Linked DNA regions of Zea mays: region 1 is linked to region 2. The links are chromatin contacts, called in public Hi-C maps. All regions are on one chromosome and are shown on one strand. The core of a region is the stretch at or near the end of the contact, and the rest is flanking DNA. Distances in the headings are between cores, read along the strand shown.

Region 1 (4,207 bases), core at 1,215-3,714, 270 kb before region 2:
TACAGTTATAACTTGCATGTTTTCAAACTAATAAATAATTTTAAAGTTATTGATGTTTGTAGATTTAAAGGTTTGACTAAATACTATCCTAGACAACATGTTTTTATGACCAGAGGGAGTAATAATTCTGTAGAAGATGGGATTTTCCAGTAAAACGATTTATGAGTGCATAACAACAATATTAGGCACCCAGACAATGAAGGCTCATTCAATCATTTGAAGCCCTAGAAGAGGTCCCGTACACACTGCTTTGCAAAAGAATCAAACCAAGCCCACTAGCATCAGGCAGCCTTTGATATAGAATCATGGTTTTAGCTTTTACCTCACAGACGGCATAGCATGATGATAACTTTAGTAGCATCCAAAACTGGCAGTCTACAAGTACATTAGGGGCTGTTTGCTTTGCACCTAAGCAGAGCTGCCTGGTGCGAGCGCTGCTCCTAAGGCTCTGTTTGGGATAGCTCCATCTCCAGAAAATTTGGTGGTGTTCGTGGACCAAGTCATTAGGTGCTCCAGAAAATCGTGGAGCTGGAGCTGTGAGCCTTTAAAACACATTTAGATAAGTCATTTTATATATTATTTAGATTAAAACTGTTTTTAAACTATTTAAATTGATATTATAAACTATAGCTCCACACTGGAGCTAGAACCTGTAGCTATCCCAAACACCCCCTAAGCGTTCGATTACAAGCGTTTGGGGCCAGGATTGCTGGCTGGAGGGCAGCTCGCCTGGAAGACCATGAAGCAAACACACCCTTACATTCCATGTTTCTATTCCTTTGAGAAACTGCACTAAACAGAGCTTAAAAGTGCAATATTCCAAGGCAACCCCACTCCAAAAAAAAAACTATTCTGATGGCCTGGGCCTTGCTACGGAACTCCATGTCTCCATTACCCTATAGGAGGTAAGATCTTAAACAATTTTTGCTTAAAAATACATACAACAATTAAGTAATTAGTAAATAATTAAATTATTAAAAAAATAAAATCATAGAAATTTCTGCCGGCTCTTCTTCCTTAACTAGTAGTCTAGTACTGCATGCAGACCTAGATAGTGGACAAGTGACCGTGTGTTCCAGGGGCCGAGTTTATGATACATGAGATCGGCCATGTCTACTGACACATTGCATGAACCCCGCACAAAATTGCTTATGTAATCAAATAATTATTTCATCGTTCTCATATAAAAAACTGTATATGCCGGGCTAAAATAAATATAATATGTAAAATTAACATGTTGGGATAAATTATTACTTCATAGAGATCCCAACTTAAAAAAGTTACATGACGCGTTTGGAAGCATTTGTTGTTTTTCAAATATGTTGTTTTTCCCATTCCGCAATATTGGCTCCTAAGAGGTAATATGTGTTCATAGACATCAAGATCATCGGTCCACAGCCATCCTGGAGTACCCATTTTGATATAAATCTTTTCTTGTGCGCACAAGTCTGGAAGAATCACGATCACCTTACAGCAACTCTAGTAGTTCTCTAAAAGACTCCCTACCTCAGTTAGGTAGATGACCTAAAAACTCCTCTCCAACAGCTCTCTAAATAAGTTTCCTAAATTTAGCTACTTTTTGTCTAACCTTATTTTCTCTCTACATTTAGTAACCATTTACCAACAAAAAAAAAACTGGCGGCAATTGTTTTTTATTTCAGCGCATTTTTCCCATCTGGGGTTGTTCTTTAAGTGCTTTGCGTTCCTGAGAATAAGATAATACTCGATTCTAAGAGGCCAATTGGGCCAACCCAGGTGAATCGCCCCGAGCCCATAATATGGTTACATGCTCTTCTGATTTTCTCAATACCCATCCAAGGAACTCCGACAAGTTTGTCACTGTCAAATGCTAGAATGTTCCATTTTCCTCCGTCGGGATCTTATCAATTTGAACTAGTACGGTTACGAACCCCATGCTAGATCGAAACAGACGCAGGATCGTCGAACGTCGATTCGTCGAAATGGAGAAAATGGGAACACGACAGAGACCGACCGCACCAACTAGGACGGAGGTAATAAAGACCACCGTGCCCGCCCGCCACCCCAATCGAAACAGCACCCTCGTCCGATCTGCGAGAGGGACGACGACCTCCGCGGGTCAGAGGGAGTAGGGAGCGGAATTAACCTTCTCGTCGCAGGGCCGGCAAAGCGCTGCCTCGTCGGCCGCACAGAAGAGCACCGCCGGTGCGCTCTCGCACACATCGCAGATCGTCCGCATCCCAACGCCGCGCCGCTCCCGACGCCAGTGTCATCGCTCCGCCGCCATCCGGGCGACAAAAACCGCAGGTCCCCCGCCTCGCGCCGATCCCCTGTGATCCTTCCCAGCGCTAAAGGTGTCGGCAGACGACGGGGCGGCGGCGGGGAGATGTGGACCAGAGGCGGCAGCAGAACACAGGCCGCACAGGAGCTTGGAGTCTTTGGACGAGGAGAGATGTGGCAGCGAAGCGACTAGCGAAGGGCGACGACACGGCGGAAGAGGTATATGATTTGGATGTGGTGGTGCACTGGTGCGGTGCGGTGGTGCCTAGTATGTGGTGGACCCGTGCTCTAGAGGCATCGTACTTGCCAACATTTCCTAGGCGCAGTCTATGCACCCAGAACGACTCCTGAACGGCTGAACCACAGCAAGCGACAAGCCGCCAAGTGAACTGTTTTGGTACGACTATGGACCGTACTCACGCAACTCTCTACTCGAGACTGGCCCAACACTATTTGATGCTCTACGTCTTCTTCGGCTACAGCGGATACCAACATTATCATCACCGACATGCGGGGTAGGGATGCCTGGGCCCAGGAATCTGTGACTCGTACCTGGTCACCTGGAGTTGATGAGCTGGTGGGAGTTAGGTTCGGTTTTGGATTTAGGCGTAGGTGGGCCCTCGAGAGATGTCAGCCACAGAATGGAAAGGGAGCGGGATTTTGGGGTTGTGGCTCTGAATCAATCTGCATTCTTTCATGACTTTTTTTGTCGGCTACCAACCTACATAGCCAATCCATATATTTTGTGCATGTTTGGTAATTGTTGGCTCCGAGTTAGGGTTAAATAATTGGATGGAACCGTAGCGGTGCTCTTTGCGGGAGTCGACAGTTCGTGATGTAGGGACAGATAATCTGTAGCTGCTTCTTCTCTACGTGCTTTCGAATAGCCCGTGATGACGCAGTCTTCTTCTTCGCAGAAACTTGAATCTCGTCTCTCGGAAAGGACCCCGTCGGGGAGGAGATCTTAGAGTTGTCTTAGGATCGACATGTCATTCAAGACGTCTCTAGACAACGTTGAGCCAAAGAGAGGTAAAGAAATAGGTCGAGTAAGACTAATACCAGGACTAGATTACTCCTACTCCTAATGCATAGGGAAAAAGACAAATAAGATAAATATGGTAAATTGGTTTGATTTGATCGATTATGGCAGTGTAAATCGGTCGTACCCCTTCATTTATATAAGGGGGTCTAGACCCATTACAAGTCGGTTCCCAAACAAATCTCGCGAAGTTTGCTAACAAAACCCGCAAGAAATCGGGAACTCTAACTGATTATGTTCACGCGCGAACCGTCCACGCCGCCACGATGGACCGTCCGCAGACTGTTTAGGGCTAGGGTCGGATCGTCCACCTATCATAAACATTGCTCAACATATGCCCTGTCTTTTGGTGGAGCTTGTCAAATCAAAAGCACCTGGACTAGCAACATCTTCCAAGAAACAGTAAATTTCATAAGTCATCTTGTTCCCGAAATAAGAACTCAGACTGATGTAAGTCATGGATCTTTCAACTATCACTATAGTTATTTAATAGAATTCTAATGCATAAAGTTCGTTTAGGATTGTATCTTTTTCAGCCATGACCATTTGATTAACGAGTCAAAAGGTATAAAATTGTGGTCCCCCAAGCCCGAATAAGCAAAGGGACTATGCATGTAATATGGGTTTGTCGTCGTGCTATTCCATATTTGAACAAGACAATACATTGGCGATGAGTAGGCTGGTGGAAAGTATCTTGACACCACTGGATATGGATGAATAGGCGACACTTGTTGCGTCGCCTTTTGGGCCGCTTTAGTCAGCTGTGTTGCTTTTTGCGAATGATCGGGGTTTCTTCGTTGCTGACCACGTGGAATGACCTCTTGTTAGCATATTTGAAGAGTAATTGATCAAAAGTAGGGACGGATTTGACCAGCCGACTAAGTGCTTTATAAGTGCTTTACCCCCACA
Region 2 (4,389 bases), core at 1,140-3,639:
GTAATATGCACTTCAGTAGGTAACTTCTGTCAATACCACTTTCTAAGGATTAGAGATTGATCTACCTATAACACATTTCCCCCTTATTCATCATCCTCCCTTTTCTATTTCAATGACTGCCTATAATCCTTTTTTGTCTCTACTCTTTATTATCCTTTCTTATCTATTGATATTGTGAATACTCAGTTACTGTACAACATCTTTGTTGATAAAAACATATGTGCAGTCAGTTCTTTATGTAGAACATCTCTTAAGTAATTGCTTTCCTGCAGATTTTTCATCGCCAGCTCAATAGGATTTTACCTGAGGAACATTTTGCTTTAATTGGTTTGATCTGATGTGGTTGCTGGTAATTTGATATGAGCAGGAGGCAACTAATCAACAATGTTCATTGGTGTAGGGCCACACCACACATATGGACTACTTCAATTTGTGTGTCAAATCTATTTTCCACAAAGAAATTATTTAAACAAAAGGATCGCATCACAGAGAAGGATGGGACATTGATGAGGCAAGATTAAGATTCAAACGGAAGTTCTGGGAGAAGGCTGTGGAGATATATGATCTATGTGGAAAGGATGGTGCATGGTGGGGTGTTAAAGGTTACATGCGAGACAATTTTAACCATAGCAATAAGGTCACCTCACACAAAGAGCATTTTCAGAACAGTAGGCTCGTGAAATCTGTGTTGGATATGTATTGGAAGTGTTGGGGACTTGTTCTCAAATGCTAAGAATTAAGAACAAGGCAACATAGAAAATGTTAAGTGTAAAAGTCCTTCGTCCTCCATAACATTATATCCCCTTGGAATATAAAGCATCTCGGACGAAGGTTACGAAGGACGTAGCTTCGTAAGCGTGACAATGAGGAACGAAGCATTCATATAAATCATGAGATATGAAAATACTTAAATGTTATCATAAAAGCATCTCCATTTTTATTATTATAAACGAATGTAAATGACTCCAAATTACAAATGTACCTTCGGTCTTGAAGAATACAAGTGTGATGTGAAGGCAAATGACAGGTTCGTGTGAACAGTACGGGGGTACTGTTCATCTATTTATAGACACAGGACGCAGCCTGTGACGAATTACAATTATGCCCTTTACAAAAGTTTACAACATTATCTTAGACCTCTATGGATAAAAAGGTCATTCTATCTTTATGTCGGTTTGCAACGCCGAAGCTCTATAAAAAGGAACCTTCGGCCATTTCCTGGGGACGATTTCAGCCGAAGCTGCTTCTTCACGCAAGACCTTCGGCGCAACGAAGCATGGGCCCAACAGGAAGCTTCGTCCTATTACCGGTTCATCCTTAACACACCAAACAAGGTATGACCCAACACGTGCAGTTGACCCAATCATTGAAGATGGTCACTACACCTTGTTTCGAAGCCTAGCGAGATTGGACGCCACAGTGTTCAATTGTTACACGCAGATGGTATTTGTGCAGATATCAGGTTTAATGTTGAGCATAGACAATATTTAAAGATTTTTCGTGTTGAGCTTGTTTTGCTTTTGGCCAAATGTTGATAGTGTTTTTTGTACAAAAGTGATGCATTGTACTATCATATATAGAAGTCTGCATGGTATTGATGGTTCCAATAGAGTGGTGAAATAGGTAGATTAAAATAACAAAATTTATGTATGGCTAGGATCACAAATGGATTACGAAACTTTTTCTTATAATAGTATAATACACATTTGTATATAGGGTATTATTGTATTACATATTCCCGTTGCAACGCACAGGCACTCACCTAGTTATACCTAAAAGGTCTAGAATGTGTCCGACCGTCCGACCATGTTCATGGATGCGGGTCGAAGACATCGTTTCCTTATGAAAACAGCGTTTTTATTTTTCTTTCTCTTTGTTTGATAAATAAACCATCACATAAGTAAATTGTTTATCTTACAGTATAACTAATACTTATAGAAATTGTACTGACATCTTTATTGGAACAGTCCTCCGTCACAATATCATGTCCGTGATCGAAATATAAAATGTTAGTATTTGTTTTTTTCAAACACGGATCAGATTATATCAAGCTTATAATTTTGCCTAACAATTGTTTTACCTTAATACCAAAAAATACAGATTATATTTATATAAGTTAAGCAAATTAAATTTATAATTTTTGTATAACTTTAACAATTTAGCAAGTCTCTTGTTTTTTCTTTCTGGTTTCGATCATGCCACTGACCACCGCAAGATCACAGTGTTATATTTAGCAATTAGTTCTGCTTGTCTTGGTGTCATTTGCTCTTTCACCGTCCCCAAGGGGGAATCATCGTGCGCTCAGCCACCGTCGTGCCGCACATGGCGGACACACGGGTCCTCCGTGAATGTCGTAGGTTGTGATGATTGGCGTGGGCCTAGGATAGTAGAAAGGTGAAAAGGGGAAAGAAAACACCCTTCCTCGGCTCGATTTTTTTCTACCGTTTTGTTTTCCATCCAATTCAAGGGAGGCAGGAACCACCAACCACCTTCTCCTGTCCCGCTCCGTCCGGTTCCATTCCTCTCCTCCTCCTCTCTTCTCTTCCCTCGAACGAAGGGGAGGAGGAGGAAGCGCCTCGCCGGCATTGCCCTCTAGCTCCTGTCATACCACAAACCTCGATTGTCATCTTGTCAAACCACGAACCACCACCGTCTTCTTGCCGGAGGTAACGAACGACCACTTCTCCTGCCTTCGACCAATGCAACATCCAGAGCAAATGGATGTTGCATTTTATAATCCGTTTTACTAGTTTGGTTTTACATGCGCGCCATGCACGGATAATTTTGCTCTGGTTCCATCACCCCTGCGAGCGAGCGCGTCGTTTTCAAGGACATCGACGTGGCGCACAAGCAACCGCGAGCATTGAACGCTGGGGGTGGCGTTCCCCTTTCGGCCGCGTATCGTACCGAGCCACAACTTCCGCGCAGGGAGGCCATCCGCGGGGTCAGCACCGACCACGCTCTTCACGGGTCACTGCTTGTCGGCCTGCCTACATTACCAGTGTTGGGCGCTTTTGCCGGCTCTCGCTGCATTTTGCAATCGATACGCATGAACATGACGCTGGTTCGGTCGTGCCAATGTGCGTGACGCATGTGGGTGACTGAGCATCCATTGATGGGTCAGTCGCTTTGTTTGTGTTCCTTTAAGGTTGGATCCATAGCAAGAAAAGCAGACGTGGAGTACAGCAATGGCTAGCGAGGAGCGGATCCTAGTATCGGTGCGGCTACGGCCGGTGAATGCGCGAGAGGCGGAGCGCGGCGACGGCTCCGACTGGGAGTGCGCCGGTCCGACCACGCTCATGTTCCACGGCAACATCCCAGAGCGTGCAATGTTCCCCGCCTCATACACCTACGGTGAGAATGCATGCATGCATGCATCCTTCTGCTCTATTGCGTCTCTCACATTCAAAGAGTCGACGCTCAATCACAACTCACATTTCTCTCCTCGTCCTCTGCTTCAGACAGGGTGTTCAACCCTGAGTGTAGCACACGCCAGGTGTACGAGGAAGGGGCCAAGCAGGTGGCCCTATCGGTGCTCAGCGGCATCAACTGTACCTATATATGCTTTGCAGAAGCAACACCAGTCATATACTACTTCACGACATTGAAATGCAAATGTTCTTACACAAATTTTCTTCTCTGGATCCCTTCGCATCAGCAAGCATATTTGCGTACGGCCAGACGAGCAGCGGGAAGACGTACACGATGGTCGGCATCACGGAGCGTAGCATGGCAGACATCTACGACTACATTGACAAGGTCAACTCATGGTCGTAGAGCTACTGATTCATTAGATTTTGTCTGAACCAAGCAACATCTTTCTATTTTTGCTATGAATTCCCATTCGACTCCAACATTTTGTTCTGGTCTCTTGTAGCATCCTGAGAGGGAGTTCGTGCTAAAATTTTCGGCGATGGAGATATACAATGAAGCCGTGAGGGATCTCTTGAGACCTGACGCAACACAACTAAGGCTTCTTGATGATCCAGAGGTGAACTGCTCTAGACTGTTACCTAAAATTGAAAAGAGTGGAAACCTCTTGCATGCTTGTACAACTCATGTATATCCATGTGTCTACCATTCTTGATTCGATCAGAAAGGAACTGTAGTAGAGAAACTCACCGAGGAAACCCTTAGGGACAAAGGCCATCTCTTGGAGCTCCTTGCAGTGTGTGAAGGTGTTGAACCAAAGTTTCTTTCCTTTCTGTTTGAAGAAACAAGATTAAAAGAAGCACCTCCCGTTAGGTTACTTCTAGTGCACTAATCCTTTCGGTGTCTGGGACAGCTCAAAGACAGATTGGGGAAACTGCCATGAACGAAACAAGCTCCAGATCGCATCAGATACTCCGACTGGTTGTCCCTTGTGCATTACTGAATGATGTGCAAATG

Evidence for each region. Hi-C and Micro-C count contacts between places; a contact is called where the count stands out from the background.
Region 1: a contact with region 2 is called in a Hi-C map of ear, with 6 times the contacts expected there. The contact joins the promoter of LOC100273363 here to the promoter of LOC103633079 in region 2. A contact is called at or near these places in 14 of 25 Hi-C or Micro-C datasets (bundle sheath, ear, leaf and 4 more) and 1 of 3 datasets of contacts at active chromatin or transcription factors (leaf).

What each region holds. Positions count from the first base shown.
Region 1 is chr7:148,841,286-148,845,492 of Zm-B73-REFERENCE-NAM-5.0, reverse strand. LOC100273363 (Salt tolerance-like protein) reads right to left here and starts at 2,464. Exons shown (of 5, transcript NM_001147802.1): 1 at 2,126-2,464. The coding sequence starts at 2,218.
Region 2 is chr7:148,569,113-148,573,501 of Zm-B73-REFERENCE-NAM-5.0, reverse strand. It overlaps LOC103633079, which reads left to right and starts at 2,389. Exons shown (of 14, transcript XM_008654759.4): 1 at 2,389-2,666; 2 at 3,149-3,354; 3 at 3,462-3,551; 4 at 3,659-3,759; 5 at 3,878-3,991; 6 at 4,097-4,178; 7 at 4,286-4,353. The coding sequence starts at 3,189.